Regions from separate parts of the Mus musculus genome. Here regions 2, 3 and 4 are each linked to region 1. The links are chromatin contacts, called in public HiChIP or PLAC-seq and promoter capture Hi-C maps. All regions are on one chromosome and are shown on one strand. The core of a region is the stretch at or near the end of the contact, and the rest is flanking DNA. Distances in the headings are between cores, read along the strand shown. Region 1 holds the start of Tmem165 (transmembrane protein 165). Region 2 has its middle 55 kb from the start of Nmu. Region 3 holds the start of Kdr (kinase insert domain protein receptor). Region 4 holds the start of Nmu (neuromedin U).

Evidence for each region. Promoter capture Hi-C pulls out the DNA fragments that hold promoters and counts their contacts. HiChIP or PLAC-seq counts read pairs in DNA pulled down with a chosen protein or histone mark.
Region 2: a CTCF HiChIP or PLAC-seq map of the NIH/3T3 cell line shows a contact between it and region 1, with 8 read pairs. The contact joins the enhancer-like site here to the promoter of Tmem165 in region 1. A contact is called at or near these places in 8 of 39 promoter capture datasets (the 3T3-L1 cell line, 3T3-L1-derived adipocytes, embryonic stem cells and 3 more), 1 of 15 datasets of contacts at CTCF or cohesin (the NIH/3T3 cell line), 6 of 484 Hi-C or Micro-C datasets (the AML12 cell line, cortical neurons, embryonic fibroblasts and 1 more) and 4 of 115 datasets of contacts at active chromatin or transcription factors (the SCID.adh cell line, embryonic stem cells and neural tube).
Region 3: an H3K4me3 HiChIP or PLAC-seq map of bone marrow-derived macrophages shows a contact between it and region 1, with 3 times the contacts expected there. The contact joins the promoter of Kdr here to the promoter of Tmem165 in region 1. A contact is called at or near these places in 1 of 39 promoter capture datasets (hippocampal neurons), 2 of 484 Hi-C or Micro-C datasets (both in embryonic stem cells), 3 of 115 datasets of contacts at active chromatin or transcription factors (bone marrow-derived macrophages and embryonic stem cells) and 2 of 9 other capture datasets (adipose tissue and liver).
Region 4: a promoter capture Hi-C map of stem cell-derived epiblast-like cells shows a contact between it and region 1, with 2.2 times the contacts expected there. The contact joins the promoter of Nmu here to the promoter of Tmem165 in region 1. A contact is called at or near these places in 3 of 39 promoter capture datasets (cranial neural crest, embryonic stem cells and stem cell-derived epiblast-like cells), 1 of 484 Hi-C or Micro-C datasets (embryonic stem cells) and 1 of 9 other capture datasets (embryonic stem cells).

The regions. Positions count from the first base shown.
Region 1 is chr5:76,181,644-76,186,342 of GRCm38.p6, forward strand. Tmem165 (transmembrane protein 165) reads left to right here and starts at 2,237. Exons shown (of 6, transcript NM_011626.2): 1 at 2,237-2,709. The coding sequence starts at 2,503.
Region 2 is chr5:76,416,789-76,421,487 of GRCm38.p6, forward strand. No RefSeq gene overlaps it. Among named protein-coding and RNA genes, the nearest start is that of Nmu, 55 kb to the left of the region's middle. Within about 2 kb of position 2,358, at least 26 of the 459 cell types and tissues checked have an H3K27ac peak or open chromatin away from gene starts, as enhancers often do. A contact at or near this core is called in the NIH/3T3 cell line and embryonic fibroblasts, where this site is marked.
Region 3 is chr5:75,976,374-75,981,072 of GRCm38.p6, forward strand. It overlaps Kdr (kinase insert domain protein receptor), which reads right to left and starts at 2,082. Exons shown (of 30, transcript NM_010612.3): 1 at 1,729-2,082. The coding sequence starts at 1,795. It overlaps Gm32727 (a long non-coding RNA gene), which reads left to right and starts at 959. Exons shown (of 3, transcript XR_868500.2): 1 at 959-1,605.
Region 4 is chr5:76,361,128-76,365,826 of GRCm38.p6, forward strand. It overlaps Nmu (neuromedin U), which reads right to left and starts at 2,650. Exons shown (of 10, transcript NM_019515.1): 1 at 2,428-2,650. The coding sequence starts at 2,545.

The DNA of each region.
Region 1 (4,699 bases), core at 987-3,486:
CACCATCTTGTGCTGCCTCACCACAAGTCCCCAGACAACAGGATCAATGGAGTATGGTCTGAAATTTCCAACACTGTGAGCAAACACAAACTGATCCTTTATAAGTTATCTCTGGTCTTTGTTACACTAATGGGAAATAAACACAATACAGGTATAAAAAAAAAACACCTTAAAAGGTTGATAGGGGTGGCCCTGTGACAGAATTTCTGCTTAGCACATACTTAGTCCTTGGTTTCATCCCCAGCCCACATACCACACACACACTGCAATACCCATGCAGTAGTAGTTCTTACTGTAAGATGATTGCTAGTGCTTATACTTCAGTGACACTTGTTTACGTAGGACAATGCCAGAAAGCTTAATTGGAATTTCTAGGTCTCCTAGACCCTTAGTAGTTATGGATCATGTAAACAGCTTCTGTTGTTTTTCAACAAAGGATGCCAATAGGGCTGTAGCCGTAGCCCAGTAGCAGAGAACTTTCCTGATAGGCACAAGGTCTAAAGTCACTCCTGGGCACTTCAAAACACACAATTAAAAAGAAATTTAACCTATTTTTTTTCCTTTTGGTTTTGTTTGATTTTTTTCTTTTTCAAAGAGAGCTTGTCACTATTCAAGACTAGAAGGATAAAGGTTCCGAGTCCTCGAGGTCTAAGTTAAAGCTAGCTCTAGCTTTGATTTGGAGCCAAGCACAGCCTCAGGAGATGGAGCCCTGTGTGGAACACAAAGAGTTACTCACTTTGGAATCTGATGCCTGGAGTTCACTTGGCAGAGCCCCAGTGAGGCCAGGGAGGTGGGCAACATGGAGGCGCTGCGAAAACCACACTCTCTTCAGACTCTGCTCCTGTAACACTGCCATGCCAGCTCCCTTCTGGGGACAGAGCTTTAGAGCCCCATTGCCTAACATCTTCTGTTGAACAGATTTCCTGTCTTGCTCCAGAGCCACTGGAACATTGCAATCAGCATCTCAGTCTCCTGCAGCTGTAGCCCTTGAGCCATTTGCTTTTTCTTTGCTTTATGTGGGGTAACTAGAATTTAGCCAGGAGGCCTTTCTCTGAGATGATCATAGACTAGAGAACGCCAGGAAAAAAAATAATAAACCTGGTCCCTAGCAGAACTCAAGGATCCGTGACACCTAACTCTTCTGCCTCCATCTACTGGGCTGCTTCTTTTATTCTCTCCACTTGACACTCCTATCTCCTCTGCAGGCCCTTTTGAGCAAGGCAAATCTTTGCAGAAAAAGGAGGTGGCTGAAGGAGTCTAGACTTCTGATCCCTGTCATGTTGTATTCTGAGGGCTCAGGACATTTACACTCCAGGAATGAACTTGGAGGTACAACAACTGCACCCCAAACTATGTGTAGGAAGCATCTTGGTTATCTCACAATACTGGGAGCATAAATAAGCTATAGCTTGAAGGGTTCTGTAAGGAGCAATGCTGAGTAGGCTAAGGAGAGGTTGCAAGAATGGCTTGTGAAACAGGAGTAGGATTTAGATTAGTGCCTGGCACATGGTTAGCAATTTGTGGTGTGTGTGTGTGTGTGTGTGTGTGTGTGTGCGCGCGCGCGTACGGTATCTCAGCTTTTCTTTAGAAAAAAAAAAAAAAATCCAGCCCTAGTCTAACGCCTAACTAACCATTCTTTCCTGTCTTCTACTTTTGCCTACTCAAGGCCTCCATCCCACAGAAACCCTAACCACTCAACTCCAAACCTTTTCAGGATATCCTATTTCAGGATAAGGCATCCTGAGCCAGGGCAGTGATGACTTTTGGTCTGCGGCTATTCAACAATGTTTTAAAATCAAGCTTGGACGTTCTCATCTTTTACTTCCGAATCTTACTTCAGAACCTTCAAAAAACCCCAGCATATGGACCCCCAAAGAACATTCTGTGTAGGCGGTCCAGGGACGTGGTGAGGGTGGGTGGATCGTAACTTAAAGGTGTGGCAGTTCCTGCCACGTAGGTAGCGGGGCTGGGACTCACTTGACATTTAATAGAAGTGGAGGTGGCGGCGGCTTAGGCCTTAAAGACCTAAGGCTCTTGAGGAAGTACTGGTAGGAGCCTGGCAGCCTGACCTCTCCAGGGCCAATAAGGGGGTCTCTGGTGGGACCCGAGAGGACGCAGGGAGAGTCCATCAAGCAGCTCCAGCTACCTGGCCCGGCGCGCCGGGTCCAATAGGACCAGTGAGCGAGCCGCACCTCAACCTGCCGGAAACGTCACGACGCCGGGCTGACGTCGGGCCAATGGGAGGTCGTGTTGGCCAGGGGGCGGGCCGGAGGAGTTGGGCCGCGGAGGCAGTTGGAGGAGTGTGTGGCTTCTGCTGCCCAGCTGCTCCGGAGCTCCCGCCGCCGGTCCGTCCCGGTCCGGTCCCCGCGTCCCGCGTGCTGCAGGGCTGCCCCCTGAGCGGCAGCCAGGCCTGACGGAGGCGCCTGCCGGCACGCCGGGCTCGACGCTTCCCTTCGCCTGCACTTCTTCCTGCCGCAGCGCGGTGCCGGCTGGGCGGGCGGGATGGCGGCCGCGGCCCGGGGGAGCGGCCGGGCGCCGACGCGAAGGCTGCTCGTGCTCTTGCTGCTTCAGTTGCTCTGGGCCCCGGCCGGGGTCCGCGCCGGCCCGGAGGAAGACCTGAGCCATCGGAACCAGGAGCCGCCGGCGCCCGCCCAGCAGCTGCAGCCGCAGCCCGCGGCGGTGCAGGGCCTCGAGCCGGCCCGGGCCGAGGTGAGAGCCCGGGCTGGTGGGGATGGGGCGGGCTGAGGCCGCGGAGCCCGCAGTCGGGTACCAGGCTCCCGCGCTGGCGGCGCCGCCCTCTTTCCGAAGAGGCTGGGGGAGGGGAGCCGGCCCCTGCTCCGCTCGCTGGGAGGAGGGTGACAAGACGGCTTTCTTAGGCGCGGCCTGGCCTGGCCTGGCTGCTTGGGGGAAGGGAAAGTGAGGGCCCCAACCGGGGCTCCCCAGAGGTCCTCTAGATCCCTGGTACCGACAGGCTTGCTCTGGATTCTGCCTTCTGCTGATCACATGGGCCATACTGAAAAGACTGGAAATCATCATCCCAAGTAGAAAGTTTTTAGTACAGAGCCGCTGGGAGACTTGTCTCTCTCGAAGTAGCATCACATTGTTGGAAGTATCAGCCATTGTTGAAGCAACCCAACCAGAGATGCTCACCCGAATTCAGCTCGGCACACCCTGTGGTTCTTGCCAGATACAGTGTCTAGAGATTATGCGTTGCCACCCTCCCTTAAAAAAAAAAAAAAAACAAAAAAACGTGTTTTGGCATGAAGGAAGTTGCCCTTGAATGCAGAGACTTGTGCCCAAAGGTAGAGCGCTCTATAGTGAGGGATTCCAAAACTCCATTTATAGGTAAACTAGAGCCTCATAAGTTTCTTTAACCATTACCAGATAGATAGAAATTAACCTTTTAATCTATGTTCGTAGAATTTCTCCTTTCTATGTTACTTTCCTCTGAGTTGGACTCTCTATTTCCAATTTTGACTCCTACATTCTGGAGTTTTTTTAGTCTCTTAGTAGGGTCCATTTTGGCATTCCCTTTCCTACTTCTGTCTTTATCTGCCCTCCAAGAGAATGGCTGTCCTGACTTGAGTACAGATCAGGGTGACCGCAGGATAGATATTCATTTTCCCATCACCATGCCGTTCCAGCTAAACCCCAGGTCTTTTAGGGACCCACCACTGCCTCGCTGTGTTCTAAACCAGTGGCTTCCAGAACTGAAACCTGACCTCTGCTCACTGCCATTTTCCCCTGAGCAAAGACCTTAGAACAGAATCCAGGCATGGGGCCTGTGGTTCAGGACCCTTCCCATCTTCAAGAGCCAGCAGAACCTTCCGGAGCCCTTCCCAGGATGCCCTGGTTAGAAGAGCACTCCCTGAGTCCTGGGCGCTTTCCTTTCTTCACAGTTCATGTTACCCTTTGGCCTTTCCAGTATTTTGTTTTTCTATGTAGTATCAGGAGATGGGAATTTCTGTGATTCTGAGTTTGGTTTTACACAGCAAGTACTTTCTAAGAATCACCTGTCCCGAATGTAGCAATGGTCTTGAGGAGAACTAAGGAAAAATTCTCCTTACTGGAAGTACTCAGGAAGAGGTCAGGTCAGTCAGCACCTGTTAGGAGATTTAGTTATAGTGACGGTAAGATTTAGTGAGAGCTGTTAAGCGGGCAGAGCAGGTGACATTTCCTGCTTGTGGATGGGGCAGTGCAGGTCTGAGAAGAGTGGTGGTTCGGAAAACCTGATTCTTGGCAGACCCAGAGCTGGAAACCAGATCCCTGCTTCTCACCCTGCCAGGTGCTGTCTGCAGTCCTTGAGTTTGCTTGAAAACCCACCCCCCTGCTAGCCATTTGTTGTAATGGGTTTAGTGTTGATGGCTAACACATTGATGTAAGCCTTTTCTCGTGATGCCCAGCCCACTCCTCTTTTGAGGGTTTTTATGTTTATCTATTTTTACACTCTTGCTTCTGACTTGGTTTCTGTCTGCTCTTCAGTGTGTTGAAGCCCTGAGAACATTGTTATAGCATACTCTTTTTTTTTATCTCTTTCCTAAGACCGTGTATGTTTTGGCATTTGCTAAGTAATTTTTCTTCTTTTTTTTTGAGACAGGTTTCTCTGTATAACCCTGGCTGTCCTGGAACTCACTTTGTAGACCAGGCTGGCCTCAAACTCAGAAATCCGCCTGCCTCTGCCTCCCGAGTGCTGGGATTA
Region 2 (4,699 bases), core at 1,108-3,607, 240 kb after region 1:
GAATTTCCCAACACTACCATCCAGGGAACCAAGCTTTTCAAACATGCTCACAGTTAACTAATATCCAAACCATAGATATCTTTTACCTAAAGATAAAATTTTTGACCTAAAGAAAAAAATCTAAAGAACCAACTGAAAACCTGACGTAACCAATAAGCATTTATGATGTAACCATAAGCATTTATAGCAAGATGGTATGATGCAAAGTTAACAGTGTAAAAGTCAGTCACTTTGCCAGAAACCAGGAGTGAATAGGTGAAAAACGTCACTTCAAACATAGTACCATTCACATTAGCACCTCTCAAAATGAAATTATTTGGTATAAAGATAACAAAGTATTATAAGCTAATACGAAGAAAGCTTTCACAACTGATGAAAATAACAAAGAATAACGTGGATGGAAAGATAAATGTGTGTCCACACTGCTGAACACACATGCTATTTCTTTTCAGAACTGTTAGCTGTCCATGAGTTTCAAAAATGTCTCAGAAATAATTGCTCACTGTGAAGTAATTTCCAGGACTCAGCTTTCCACACACTCTAAAGTAGTTTTAATGCCAGCAGTGGGTGTGGCTTTTATCTGAATTTGCTTTGCACTTTCAGAAGTCATCAATTTGTAACTCTTCCTGGGAGATTGGGTGTAATACGATTCTAAATTTCCATTTTATTCTTTGCTCTCCAGTAAGTGGCTACTTGACCAAGCAAACTTGTTTGGGAGCCAAATAGTTCACAATAATTACACGATTCTTTAAGAACATTTTACTTATTTTTTGAATTATTACCAAGAAATGCCTTAGGTGACAGGGGTTGGTAGTTCTCCTGATCTTCCCATTCCCATTGTCTGAGCTCTGAAGTCAGGTTTTCTCTGTGGTCTGCCTAAACTGCTTAGGGAGACCTAAAGTAAGCCAATTCAAGTCTGTAGTGAGCTGTCTAGACTTCTTCTCCTCATGGGAATCTAGAACAAGGTCAGAGGAAAACCTATGACAGATAGACATGGATTCCGAAATTGAAGGTCTTGTCAGGCGTGGTATCATTTGAGGACAACACTGACCCCACAAGAAGCTGTTCTTCAAAAAACATGGGGGTGGGGGTTGGGGGGAAGTCTTCCCAGCAAAGCAAAGCTAAGAGTCCTCGCAACCAAGACATTTTCTCCCATAGTTCCTAATTCTCATATTTCCGAGTTCCCACCATAGCTAAGAGGGCTTAGAAGAGACCAGTTCCCAATTGTTTTCAAATACAGTGTAGTGGTAGAAAATCTGAGGAACAAGGAGACCCTATTACAGGGTGGTTGCTCTGAAAGGATGGCTCCTGACAACAGCTGTCCCAGAAAGTACCAGAGTCCACCACGGTGTAGACGGATGGGGGCTGAGGGCCAGAGAGCTTTAGGTCCAGGGGAGGGTCTGGAGGGGCAGGGGATAAGTCGCTTTGGCTTTGGCTAATTTGACTATTTCCCACAGGCTGGAGACTGTTAGGGTTGTCTCTGGACAGCCAGCACCAGACTCGGCGATCACAGAGGCAGGTGCACAGTGGTGATGAGTGTGAGAATCTGGTAACAGAGAAAGCTGCATCTGCAGACCGGCTGCTGATTGGTCTCCTGGCTGTCAGAGTCCTCTTGAAGGAAGGGAAAGGCTGAGGCAGGAGGCTGAGTGAGGCAAGGTGATCTAAGCATATTGTTGAGTTATCTGGAACTAGGTGTACCCAGCACACCTATGTGGGTCAGATGTTAGTGTCAAGGCTGCAGCAGTTAGAAACAGGTTACATCACTCAGAACCGAGCGTGCTCTGATACAGCTTCGGGAGCTACAGAGCCAATTAGAAGTGATTCTAAGCACTGAAGCTAAGTCCCCCTCTAACCTACCTCACTCCTTCTGCCCTGTCGCCGTGGCTTCATTCTCTCCATAGAAAAACGTGGGCCATGAGACCCAGACTCCAAAACCACAATAGCAAAAATTCCCACAAAGTGTTTCTTGATCCTTCATGGAAAGGACAGGAAATGCCAGAGTTTCCGCAACACTGCTCGCTGCTGGACCAGTCACACAGGAGTCGCTTCTGCCCGCATCAACAATGGCTGATTCCCCCCCCCCCCCTGGAATTGATGTATTATATCATAGCATGGTTATTCTTGGCAAAGGTGCTTGAAAGGGGCAGATTCCTGTTTCTCAGATGCTGTTAAGCCTGTGACCTGAGTCTGCAACTTAAGATCAACAGGCCTTCCTAGTAGGTGTGGCTCCAACTCAAGGCACCAATCAGCTCGACTCTCTACACCTTGATTTAGGGACTCAGCAGACAGACATATTCTGCTCTCTCTCCCAGTGTGTGGGGATGCGGTAACTCTATCCAGCGTATACTCACTCACTAAGTGGGTCATGCATTTTTGTGGTCTGTCTTTCTTCTTGGATTAGAGACTCCCTACTGGCAAAAGTAGTCTGTGTTTCTTATTTCCTTTCTCTGAGCCTTCATTCTCTTTATAAAAAAAAAAAAAGTTCATGACGTAAAAAGGAGGCATACGCACAAATGAGCTCTCTGAATACTGTTGTATCCAAATGAAGGGGGGAAAAAGTGGAATAAAAATAAACTGAGCTACTTTTAGGCTGCTCGGCGAATAGTCTTGAAGTGTCTCTAGTCTAGTCTCGCCTCACAGTCTAGTCAAATGGCGTCCTCATTCAGAGATAATGCTATAGGTAGCTGCCTTGAAATAAGTTGTGGTGAGAACATGAGCCATATGTAGAACAAATACACAGAGATGCAGAAGATGTATTAGCTATAGCGTGCATCGTATGTTATACAATCTAAAAACGAATCTTTCCTGAAGAACTGACGCTTGAGCATGCGCACAATGCTACTGGCCTGCCTGATCTGGAGGCGCTCCAAGAACAGAGAGAATGGCAGAATAAGAGAAGGTTCCAGAAATAGATGCAAACTTATGTTTTTTATACATCAGTTTTAGTCTCTTTATCTGTACTATACGTTCCATCATTCACTTATTCAGCAAATACTTACTAGCTATGAATTGCTGGGCACCATTTTAAGGTACCGGAAGTAGAATAATGATAAGGTTTTCTCTTATTTTATTTAATCTACAGCATTCCAATGAAGGATGTACTATTATAAGTACATATTTAAATATAAGTATCTGTATAAATTTCCACATTTCTACATGGAAAACAAGTCTGAAAGAAGTGACTCAGCTTCTCCAAGTAGTGAGTGTAGTCATAGGTCTCAGACTGTACAAAGGGCTGGGTCATCCACATAAATCACCAATTAGGAAATCATGCCACAGGCTTGCCCACAGGTCAGTCTGGTAAGGGCCATTTCTCCACTGAAGTTTCCCTCTTCTCCGATGGCAATAGCTTGTGTCAAGTTGTGATAGAACTAGCCAGCATACCTAACACATAAAATAAAAATAAAGGTTAACAGGTATTTTTTTTCTACAGGAAACCTGTGACTTAGGAAGCCGAATGTTTCCTGATAGTGCTCTTGAACCCTCTATGCAAAGGAACAATTAAAACCCTAAGTCACAAAGTAAAAGAGTTTCACTGTGTTCCCATACACACAACCTTGCAATCCATTCTACTTTTCTTTGATCGAGCTACACTTTTAAGTAATAGTCATAAAATAGCTGAGAGTTTATTTTATGAAATATATACATTTCAATAGCACCAATATTTTCAAAGCATTTTTTAAATTTTCACTTAAGCAAAGAGACCCATCATGGTCCTCTAAAGAGAGTATCTGAAACTACAGTGTAGTTCTGTCCCTGGATAACAAAGGACATACAATGAGAATATATGGTGTCTACTTAAGATGAACTATTGCTGGATCCTGATTTTAAAAAACAAAAAACAAAAAACCCCACATCACAACAACAACAGCAAGAGCAACAACCACAACAAAAACCCATGACGGAACAGGTCAGTGTTTGGACTCCCTGACTACTGAAACTCAGACAGGCCTCTCCGGAGCACAGACTCTGTAACACTGGCTTAGGATGGCTGACAGACTGTCAGGATGCAGCTGTCAACCCAGATCTCTGCTTCTGCCACATATTGAAATCCACCCCAAGTCACCATGCTCGCATAGCACCTTTCCACCCTAAAGCTGAGACTATGTGCTCAGAGGCAATCTATAGACTGAGCACCTCTGCTCCCTGCTGAGTTTTTACAGCTTCCTAGAGTCCGTGTGCTGAGATGCACTCCGTGGGAACCGCAGTAAGAGAGGCCCTCGTGTTGTAGTGGGTCCTAGCATCTCCATTCTTCACCCCTGCACCTTAGACAGTACAGCTCAGTGACTGGACACCCTGGTGTCACCATTAGACAAATCTACACTGTAACCATCACTGGCCTGGCGACTCCCTTTCAGTAACCCACCACCCTCCTTTAGTTCACTACAGAAACGGAAATGATAAGGACTGCCCTGGCTGCGCATGGTGACAGTGATGAACAGAGATGGTGTACTTGTGCTGAGCAGAGGACCACTCCCACTGGGTCGGGGTCCCCAGAAGGTGGTACTGAGAATGTCTAACTCTGTGGCTTAAGCAAGCAGCATGTTTTCCCTGAGGCCTTAAACTTTACCCTCTCTCTTTCCCAAAACAAGTACAGCGGCTTTAACTCCCCGGCACCAGCTAGTCACCATTATCCGTGAATCTGAGGACAAAGTGATCCTGAGCCTACCCTCCATTTCAGCTCCACACATCTGAGCCT
Region 3 (4,699 bases), core at 832-3,331, 210 kb before region 1:
GCGCTCTACCGCTGATCTACACGCCAGAGCCACTAAGAGCTTCTCAACTGTCTCTGTAATAACATACAGCCATAGATTCTCTTAGAGTGCAGGCACGTTGGCTATGCTCATCTTTAAAGGATGCCCCATACCAATACATGTCTGCAATCAAATCCAGTCAATGAGGTTATCAATAACTGGAGATTTACATCAGTGACTAATGCTCATCCATCGCCTTTATTAAACCTCATTCATTTTCATCGGCAAGTTTGGGTTCTGTTCTTTAGACAGCTCATTCTGACTGCAAGAGGTACATATGCTACTATACAATAAAAGCCCTTTTATGTTCAAATCCGATAACCAACATTAATTAATTTGTGCACTGTTATCCTTCCCGCTCAAAGACCAGAAGGAAAAACAACAGCGGCTCTGTCTCGAGACTTGGATGGCACCAATTATAGCCCAATCCAATTAAGCAAGTCACACACTCCAAAAGGGCAACCTCCATCTTATTCAGAGAACGGGACGCTGTTAAGCTGCTACACTAGGAATTCTCTGGGCTTTAAAGCAACTTGCTTCTCTATGGAACCCAGGGCAAGCACATGTTCCAGGCTGTCTTTCTCTTCCCAGAAAGGGGGAGAGTGCGGCCTTCTCAGGAACAAGAGGGCACTCGTGGTGGAGCTAGCCTGATGAACCAAGTCATTATGAGGAAAACTCAATAGCTCTAGACAGGCGATCTTGGCGCCGTATGTCAGTGCCAATGCTTTTAAGCCATGCGATTCTCTTAGGGCGCAAGGAATGTTTCTGCAGAATTGACTTCTTTTTTCCTGATTCTCCATTCTCCAATGGGTGGAGATTGGAAATCTGCAAACTGTGGCTTCAAAAAGGAAATGACAGAGAAATAGAGGAGGAAGAGGAGGAGGAAAAGGAAGAGGGAAAGGGAAGGGAAGGGAAGGGAAGGGAAGGGAAGGGAAGGGAAGGGAAGGGAAGGGAAGGGAAGGGAAATTATTGCACAAAAGCCCAAGAGCGAGTGTGGGCCTAACCTTGAAGCAGAGGGCATTTTAAAACAAGAAAAGTGACCTATAACTAGGTGCCAAGCTCAAGAGTTTCTGAGACTTTCAGAGTTTACCCCAGGACCAGCGCTTTGGAGTCGGTAAGTGGAGAGTTATTTAGTTTAATACACCTGGAGAAGCTGTCACAGAAGAGAAAGCCGCGTCTTCCTCCTACCAGCAAAAATAGCATTCTGCATCAAAGAAAGTTGAGGGAGGAAAGTGTTGCTCTATGAAGAGACCTCACCTCACATAGTCCGTGCGCTTACACGCTGGAGCTAAAGGGGAGCGGAGCCAGAGGCGGATTCCCTGCCCCACACTAGGGCGGTGGGCAACAGCACGGAGTGATTGATGCCAGCCGGGCCGCTTGGCTTGAGCTGGCTTCCCAGCGTTTGACCGCCTGTTCCTGCCAGTGGGAGCATCTCCTGCCCCGGCTCAGGCCGCCTTTCCACTCCTGCCTACCTAGCGCCAGGGGCTGTGACGGCTCCGCAGGACACGCTCCAACCGATGCCCGGGGGAGAGTAGAATCCTGGCTGAGTCATTTCGGAAGAGTCTTTGAACCTCAGTTTCCCCATTGGTAAGTGAAAGAACACCCAAGGGAGGAGGGTCTCTAGAGCTCTACGAGTTAGGTCCTCTTCTATTCCCACTCTCCGCCCGCACCCTACTTCTCCGCCTTACTACTAAAGAGTGGGCTTCTTACCCACAGAGGCGGCTCGGGTCTCCACGCAGAACCACAGAGCGACAGCTAGCAGCGCCTTGCTCTCCATCCTGCACCTCGCGCTGGGCACAGAGCCCAGTTCTCAGGCACAGACTCCTTCTCCGTCCCTGGCCCGCAAAGAAGTCACAGAGGCGGTATGCGCCCCCGCAGCGCAAGACCGGGGAGAGCGCGGGGCACCGGCGCCCTGGCTCCAGCCGCGGCTGCAGCGGTGTCCGCGGAATCGGGTCAGCCAGGTTATCCCGGCTGCGGGACACAGTCTGGGCTTTCAGTCCTGCCGGGTAGCGGTCCGCGCGATCTAAGGAAACACAGCTTACTCTCTTGGGGTCCTGAGGACTCAGGGCAGAAAGAGAGCGCCGGCTACACACTAGCGAATGGGGGCGGGGTCATTACCGGGAGGGGTGGGGACTCCCTGCGTCCGGCCACGCCCCCCACTGGATACCAGGTTTGGGTTTCCCGGTTTCCCACGCCCACTCCCCCACTACCCCGGAACTGTGCCGGGCGGCAAGTCGCATCTGAGAGCAAATCTGGACGCAGCTCGGTTTCTGGTGGAAGTAAAATGTAGCCAGTAATGGGCTCTGAGACACTTGCTGCCCCCAGCAACCTGGGAAGCATCACCAGAAACACGAGGCCCACTGCGCCCTCATTAGGAGCCTGCAAGTGCAGAACTCTCTTCGCCGCTGCACTGAAAGTCCCAAGGGACCAAAAATCCGCCCGCAGTTGGGAGCATGAAGACAAGAACCCCTGAACCTAGATGTACTCGGGGCACAAACTTGCAGTGAGTTGGTCAGTACTTGGAAGTTTTGTTTTATGGTGCTTTGGCCACCGCATCCCCCGCCCCGTCTGAATGTTTTAATTAGAAGATAGGCGCTTATCCAGGTTGCCAACGCCTCTACTGTTTTCTCGTCCATCTGGCAACTTTAAATCGTCCGAAGTTACCTGATTAGCCCTAGAAGACATTTCGGTTGTGAACTCCTGCCTGGCTCGGTCCAGAAAACCCATAGCAAGGAGATGCAGGGAGCTGGCGGTGGTCAGGGCTCCAGGGCAAATGCACAGAGAAGAGCCCCCGGTCCTTCTCCAGTGGCTGCTAGAGTGCTTTTGTCTACCCAGTTCCATGACCACGGTCCCCTACAGTAACTTTGGCCAGGCCCCTTTTCAGAGCTGACCTTTCAGCCAAGATATGCTTGGGGGGAAGAGAAGGGAGAGTTTCTTGCCAGAGGCGCCAGTGTAGGAACAAAGAGGAAACCGGTCCCATGTGAACAGTCCCCCCCCCCCCCCCAGCTATGTAGACTTCAAGTAGCGACTAGAGAGGAACAGCAGCCTTCACCCCTCGTTTTCTTTCCATTCCTTTCCTTCCACGCCTGGGAAATGACAACAAATATCTTGTGACATGTTTTACTCCTGGCAAAAACCAAATGCATTTAGAATGATAGTTTAAAGGACAGTCTTTCAGCCAGACAAAGAGATAAGATTATTGTCTCTACATCGGATCTAAACTACACTGATATGCATGATTAATGATGTAACATGGTGCTTTTCTTTAAAAAAAATAAGGGGGGAAACAGGCATGCTCCTTTATCACGTGCCTAAGCCTCAAGTATGGTGCCAGAAGCAGGTGGCAAACCAGGAGGGTTTGTAAAATCCAGGTTCACTATAAAAACATGTCAACACATAGCGAATCTATATAATAAAATTATACTTGAAGATCTTGGGCATGTTTGGTGTGGGCATCCTCATTTAGCAGAGGCATGCCTGGTCTGCTCACATTTAGCTTTGTTGTATATTCAGCTCCTCACGAATGAAAACTCCGTATGAAGGCTGCTTGGTGTACCTATCGACAGCGTTCTGAAGGTTCTGGCTTGTTCTTTTTATCGGTGTTCCCCTGGGTGTGTGGCCTCTTAGCTAAGAGGTGTATTTACTTGTGAACAGGGTAGAATGTTTAAGGAAACTTCTCTTGCAGAGAGTAAAACAAACTCAAACAAACCTCAGCAAAAGAGCCAAGGAGGGCTGTCAGATCTGGGTAGAGGGAGGGACGATGGATCCTGGATAGGCGAAGGTAGGTCTTCTCCATCCCGGTGGCCAGACAAGGCTTCTCTCGAAGCCTTATTTACAATTCTGGACACTTCCCCTTCTATGTTTTACTTAAGAAGACAGTGTCTCCTCTAATACAAACCAGAACCTGCAGGCCCGTGGTAATCGCCCCATTTAGAATTCTTAGAGGAAACGATGCGTCTTTGATTGGCTATGGCACCCAAATTTAACAGGATCTCAGTGAAATCAGCCTCCTATACTCCCTCCCTCCACACACATAGGGAAATACTTTACACTTGTTTTGGGCCTTTTTTTTTTTTTAAAGACAAGATGTGTTTTAAAAAGGAAGAAGAAAAGGAAAAAAGAGAGGGAAGGAGAGGGAGACGGTTCAGCTTGTGAAGTTTCAGTGCAAGCATGAAAACCTGCGTTTGAGCTTCCAAACTCACATTTTAAAAGGCTCATGTGGTGCCAACCTTGTTATCCCAGCACTGGGGAAGGAGAGATAGGAGGATCCCCAAGGCGCGCCAGCCCAAACGGAGATGAATCAGCTAGTGACCTTCAGGCCAGTAAGAGGCAGTGTCTCCCAGCTGAAGCTCTTGAGAAATGATACTCAAATATACCTCTGGCGGGACCATCAAAACTGGACCTCAACAGAGCAGGAGTGAGTGCGCGTGCGCGCGCACACACACACACACACACACTTGTTCAAGAGCATTCTCTATTTGACACAGACATAGATGAGCAGTAGGAAATGTTATGAGAAGTCCCCAGAAAGATCGCACTTTATAAATTCCAGGAAGTGCTCGCCTGCCGCAAAGGTAGGTGGGAAAGAAGACATCTTTGCTTCTTACACGTTTTTCAAAATAAATGAATAAGTTCATTTTCACAACTACAGTGTGGCGCACTACCCTTCCTTTTCTAGTGG
Region 4 (4,699 bases), core at 1,400-3,899, 180 kb after region 1:
TGTTTTGCTCTGTTTTGTTTTTTGCTAAAGATGATACTTTTTCCGACACTTGTTTTCTTCTGGTTTTATGACATTTGTTTGTGTCATTTTTAGATATAGCTAGATACACCTATGTACTGATCACTCTTGTTAGATCACCGCCAACTTTTACTTATGTGTATGCCATGCATGCCCCCACCCCCACGTTGGGGACTAATGCAGATTACACTGGCTATTGATTCCCCCCCCCCCCTCTGCCTGACCTCACTACATTTTTTTTTAATGAAATTTGTTTTTTTCATGTCTGAAAGGGAATGAAGACAGAAATGCGCAGCCAGGGCACTTCCTGAGAGTGAAGGGAGCCTTTTGTTTGAATAATACCAAGGTTACTTATGATGTGATGTGACTTAGCCAGCGGATTTGCTCTTTTGGAAATAAAACTAAAGGCTCATCTATTTTTTTAGGAACCTATGGACCACTCAGTTATCCAAGTCAGTCATTTCCTATAGCTGCAGTAGCTATCACAAGCCACTTGCATGCAACCTGCATAGAAAACATAGTTTTCCCCCCTAACAAAACAATCTTTATAGCTGTAGTTACCAGGGTTGGTTCCATGGCTAAGAGCACTGTGAATTCTTCCAAAGGGCCTGGGTTTACTTCTCAGGGCTCACAACCAGCTGGAACTCTAGTCCCAAGGGATGCCACACCCTCTTCTGACCTCCTTGGTCACCAGGCACACAGGTAATGCACAGGCATACATGCAGACAAAACACCCATATATCTTAAATAAATAAATACAAATAAAGACTATGGCTATCTGGCTACAGGGAGTTATCTACTATTGCCTGGCTGCTGATCTCTTAGCAATATAGTAAATAAACCTGACTTCTTTTTATTTTTTTATGATCACAATAAAGAATTTTAATGATATTCAAAGAGTTGCATCTGAATTCTTTAAAAAGAAAACAAAGAACCCTTATAATTATTTTCTTCCTTAAGAAGGTAAATGAAATTATCATTCTAATATTTCTAATGAAGTATTTAAAAGAGAAAAGGATAATTTAGCTTGTATAAATCATGGTGAATCACTACTACACAAGAATAATATGCTACTGTGTGGTTGCCACCTTGCAATTTGTTTTTTCTTTATTTCAGAGGACAACTGTGAGCCCTGGGCATTGAGCTCAAGTTCTCTTTTCTTTTCTTTGTTTTTTCTTTCTTCTCTCTCTCTCTCTCTCTCTCTCTCTCTCTCTCTCTCTCTCTCTCTCTCTCTCTCTCTCTCTTTTGAGACAGGGTTTCTCTGTGTAACCCTGACTGTCCTGGACTCACTTTGTAGACCAAGCTGGCCTGGAACTCACAGAGATCCATCTGCCTCTGCCTTCCACGTGCTGGGATTAAAGGTGTGCGCCACCACACCCAGCCTTAAACTTTGGTCTTCATGCTTGGTAGTAGGCACCTTTATCAGATGGGCTATCATACTGTCCCTGCCACCGTCTCTTTTGAACAGGCTTTCAGACAAGGGAGCCTGTTCTCCTTCAATGTCTCAGGAACAAAAATTAAAATGATGAAATGAAGGCAACAAAGACAGGCCAGGAAAAGAATACTCGTCTCTGTCCAGCTCTAATTGAGGGCTGGCTCATCTATGAGCTTCCACAGTTCTCTGCGGTTTGTGATGTTTTAAATCCTCAACATTTCTAAAAAATGAACAGCCTACTGACCTGGGCAGCAATCGGAGAATTCACATTTGTAACAAGGTAGTGTTTAGAATTTAAAGGACCCTCAGAAAGCAGGAATGACAGCCCCCCCCCCCCGCCCCCAACCAGGTTACCTGGTAACTAAATGTCCTTGACAGAATCAAAGGATACAATTTGCTCTGCCACTCATCTGGACCTCCCTCCCTGGTCTTGCTTTTCTTGTTTCCTGGGAGCCACATTCGGGAGGTCCCTGTTGCCATCAAATCCCACCTGCCTTGCCAGCTTTAAGTGCCCATCACTGGAAACCCGGATTAGCCTCAAGTGCTTCCTTCAACTTTCTGTGATGAGAACTCTAATCCTGAAAACCTGTAAGCCCGGGTCTCTGCTCCACTTTGTAACTCAACAGCCCGCCTCCCAGGAGGTGCAGTGCAGCACAACTTTATCTTGCCTCAGCAAGGGGAGCAGCGAACCTTTGTTTCAACCATCAGTCCCTCCAATAACTGCAATGAAAGGGAAAATGTTTTTAATTTTTTTAAACTCCCGTTATGGAGTCTGCAGCCCGCCCTGCACCTTCCTCAGCCGGAGACGTCTGCAGTCCTGGGCCAGATCCTGGCTTCAGTGGAAAGTGGATTCTAGAAGCCCAGAGAAGAAGCAAGGAAGGTAGAGGAGAGAAATCGGTGCAGTGGCAGCCTGAGGGGGTCCCGTGAGGTGGTAGTGGTTGGGGGGATGGGGGTGGGGGAGGGCGGCATCTTACCTTTGCAAGCGTCTGCACAGCAGGCGAGCAGCAGCAGCAGTGACAGGAGAGGAGATGCGGTTGCAGCAGCCAATTGTCCTGCGGACAGCCCTGGACGGTGACCCGCTGCTCGCGACATCTCCTTCCCTCCAAGCGGCTCTGGACTGGGGACCTGGTACCCTGTGTTGTGCGGGTGTTTTAGCTGTCCCTCAGCGTGTCCTGTGCGCCTCCTCTTGCTGAGCTCAGACACCAAAGTGACCATCTCCGCGCGCCACCAACTTTTAAATCTGGCGCACACGTGGGCTGGGCTGGCGTGGTCTTCACGCGTGACCTCGCCGCCCCTGGCTCCCTGGCGTCACCCGGACCTGCTGCCGCCCCCGCAGGACACGCGCTCCCTGGCCGAGTGTCTGACTCAGGACACCACGCAGTTGGCTCTGAGCTGGAGAATGGAATTAAACCATGGCGGTCCACTCCCACCTGTGGAAGGACTTGGGTGGGAGCCGGAGGGGGTAGCAGCCTCCCAGAGCCTGAGATCAGGGTGGTCAAGTTGGAAGAGGTGGCCACACTCTCCCTTGTGTCGCCTGAGATGCCACAGTATACCCAGCCGGCCCATTTGTCCCCCTGCTGTCTAGGCACACTTCTCTTCTTTCCCTGGGAAACACAACGCCCAATGCCCAGGGCATCAGAGTGATGCTACTTCCACCACAATGTGGGTGAAGATGATACCATCTAAACCTCCAAATGCCTGCAAAGTCCGAATCCATTCCTAGAGACGCAGTAAAATGGTGCTGAGGAATGGGGAGGGCTTGGGATTGGGTGCAGTTGCAGAGGTTAGAAGGTGGGGCACCCAAGGCTCAGGTGGCCATTCTGCCCGAAGGATGCTCTTCTCTCTAATTTACTTTGGAACCTCACTTCCGCTATTCCCACACTCCAGGAACCAACCTCTTAACAGGACACTGAGAAATACAATTCTAATTTCCTTCTGCAGAAAAAAAGGGCATCTGATCTTGTTTAACCTCCTTTTGAAAGGCGAGGAGCTCGGAGGAAAGGGCAGGACGGAAGCACATTGCTGTTTTTGAACGGGGCATCTTGGGGTCATGTAGCCACGGACTTTCTCGTGCAATTTCATTTAATATTCATGACATATCTGCAGTGTAAAGTTCTTTTTAAGAAAGAAAGAAAGAAAGAAAGAAAGAAAGAAAGAAAGAAAGAAAGAAAGAAAGAGGGGGCTGGAATGATGCTCAGCGGCTAAGAGCAGTCAGTGCTCTTCCTGAGGTCCTGAGTTCAATTCCTAGCAACCTTTCTCTCTTTCTTTCTTCCCTTCCTTCCATCTTTTTCTTCCTTCCTTCCTTCCTTCCTTCCTTCCTTCCTTCCTTCCTTCCTTCCTTCCTTCTTTTCTCTTTTTTAGATTTATTTATTTATTTTATGTATATGAGTGCACTGTTGCTATCTTTCTTCAGACAACCTAGCCTGGGAAGGAGCACGGACATAGGTTTCTTCCTCGCCTCGGTTTCCTGGCATCTGGCATGAATGTGTGACCCACTATAACATAAGCAAGACAGGTACTTTGAGGGAATCACAGTTTAGTAGGAGGAGCATTTACCTTTAGGGAACTAAAGGTAAGGTACTGCCAAATCATACCCAAGAGCTGCGCAGTTCTAGGGAGAATGGGCTGCTACTGGAAATACAGAGAGTAGTAGGAATGAAACCCTGAAGATCAATTAAAAGAATACCATTACTATTTTTAAGTTAATTTTATACAAGAAACCATTAGAAAGGCAAGATCATAAGGACTTGATGGATGAGAACATATTTATTGAAGATTCCTTACATTTTGATTTACTCCCAAAGCAATAAATGGATTGATGCGATTGATACATTGTATCTAAGGGACCTAGGGATGGGTTAGGGGGTCAGGAGACAGGAACGTTGTGCCTCATGTCTCCCAGAGGTCTCTGAGAGATCCCAGGTCTCAGCAGCCAGTATGGTATGAGTTTCCCATGACCACCCAGTGCTGTCTTCACCACACCCCACCTCCCCCCAGTGCCAGGAATGTCAAAGGAAATGCATGCTTGACTTGAGCTGGGCTGCTCTGAGTGCTCTCAAATGTGTTCCTGCTGCACGTGTGTGAGAGTGTTCTGAGGTGTATACCTAGGGGCGGAGTTACTAAGTCAAAGGGGATGACCTAGTTAAACTCTATTGTAAATAGTCTTTCAAACGGTTACACTAAGACTTCCAGCAACAGAGAATGAAGCCCGTGGAAAAATCTCTGCCAGCCGGGTGGGCGTGACAT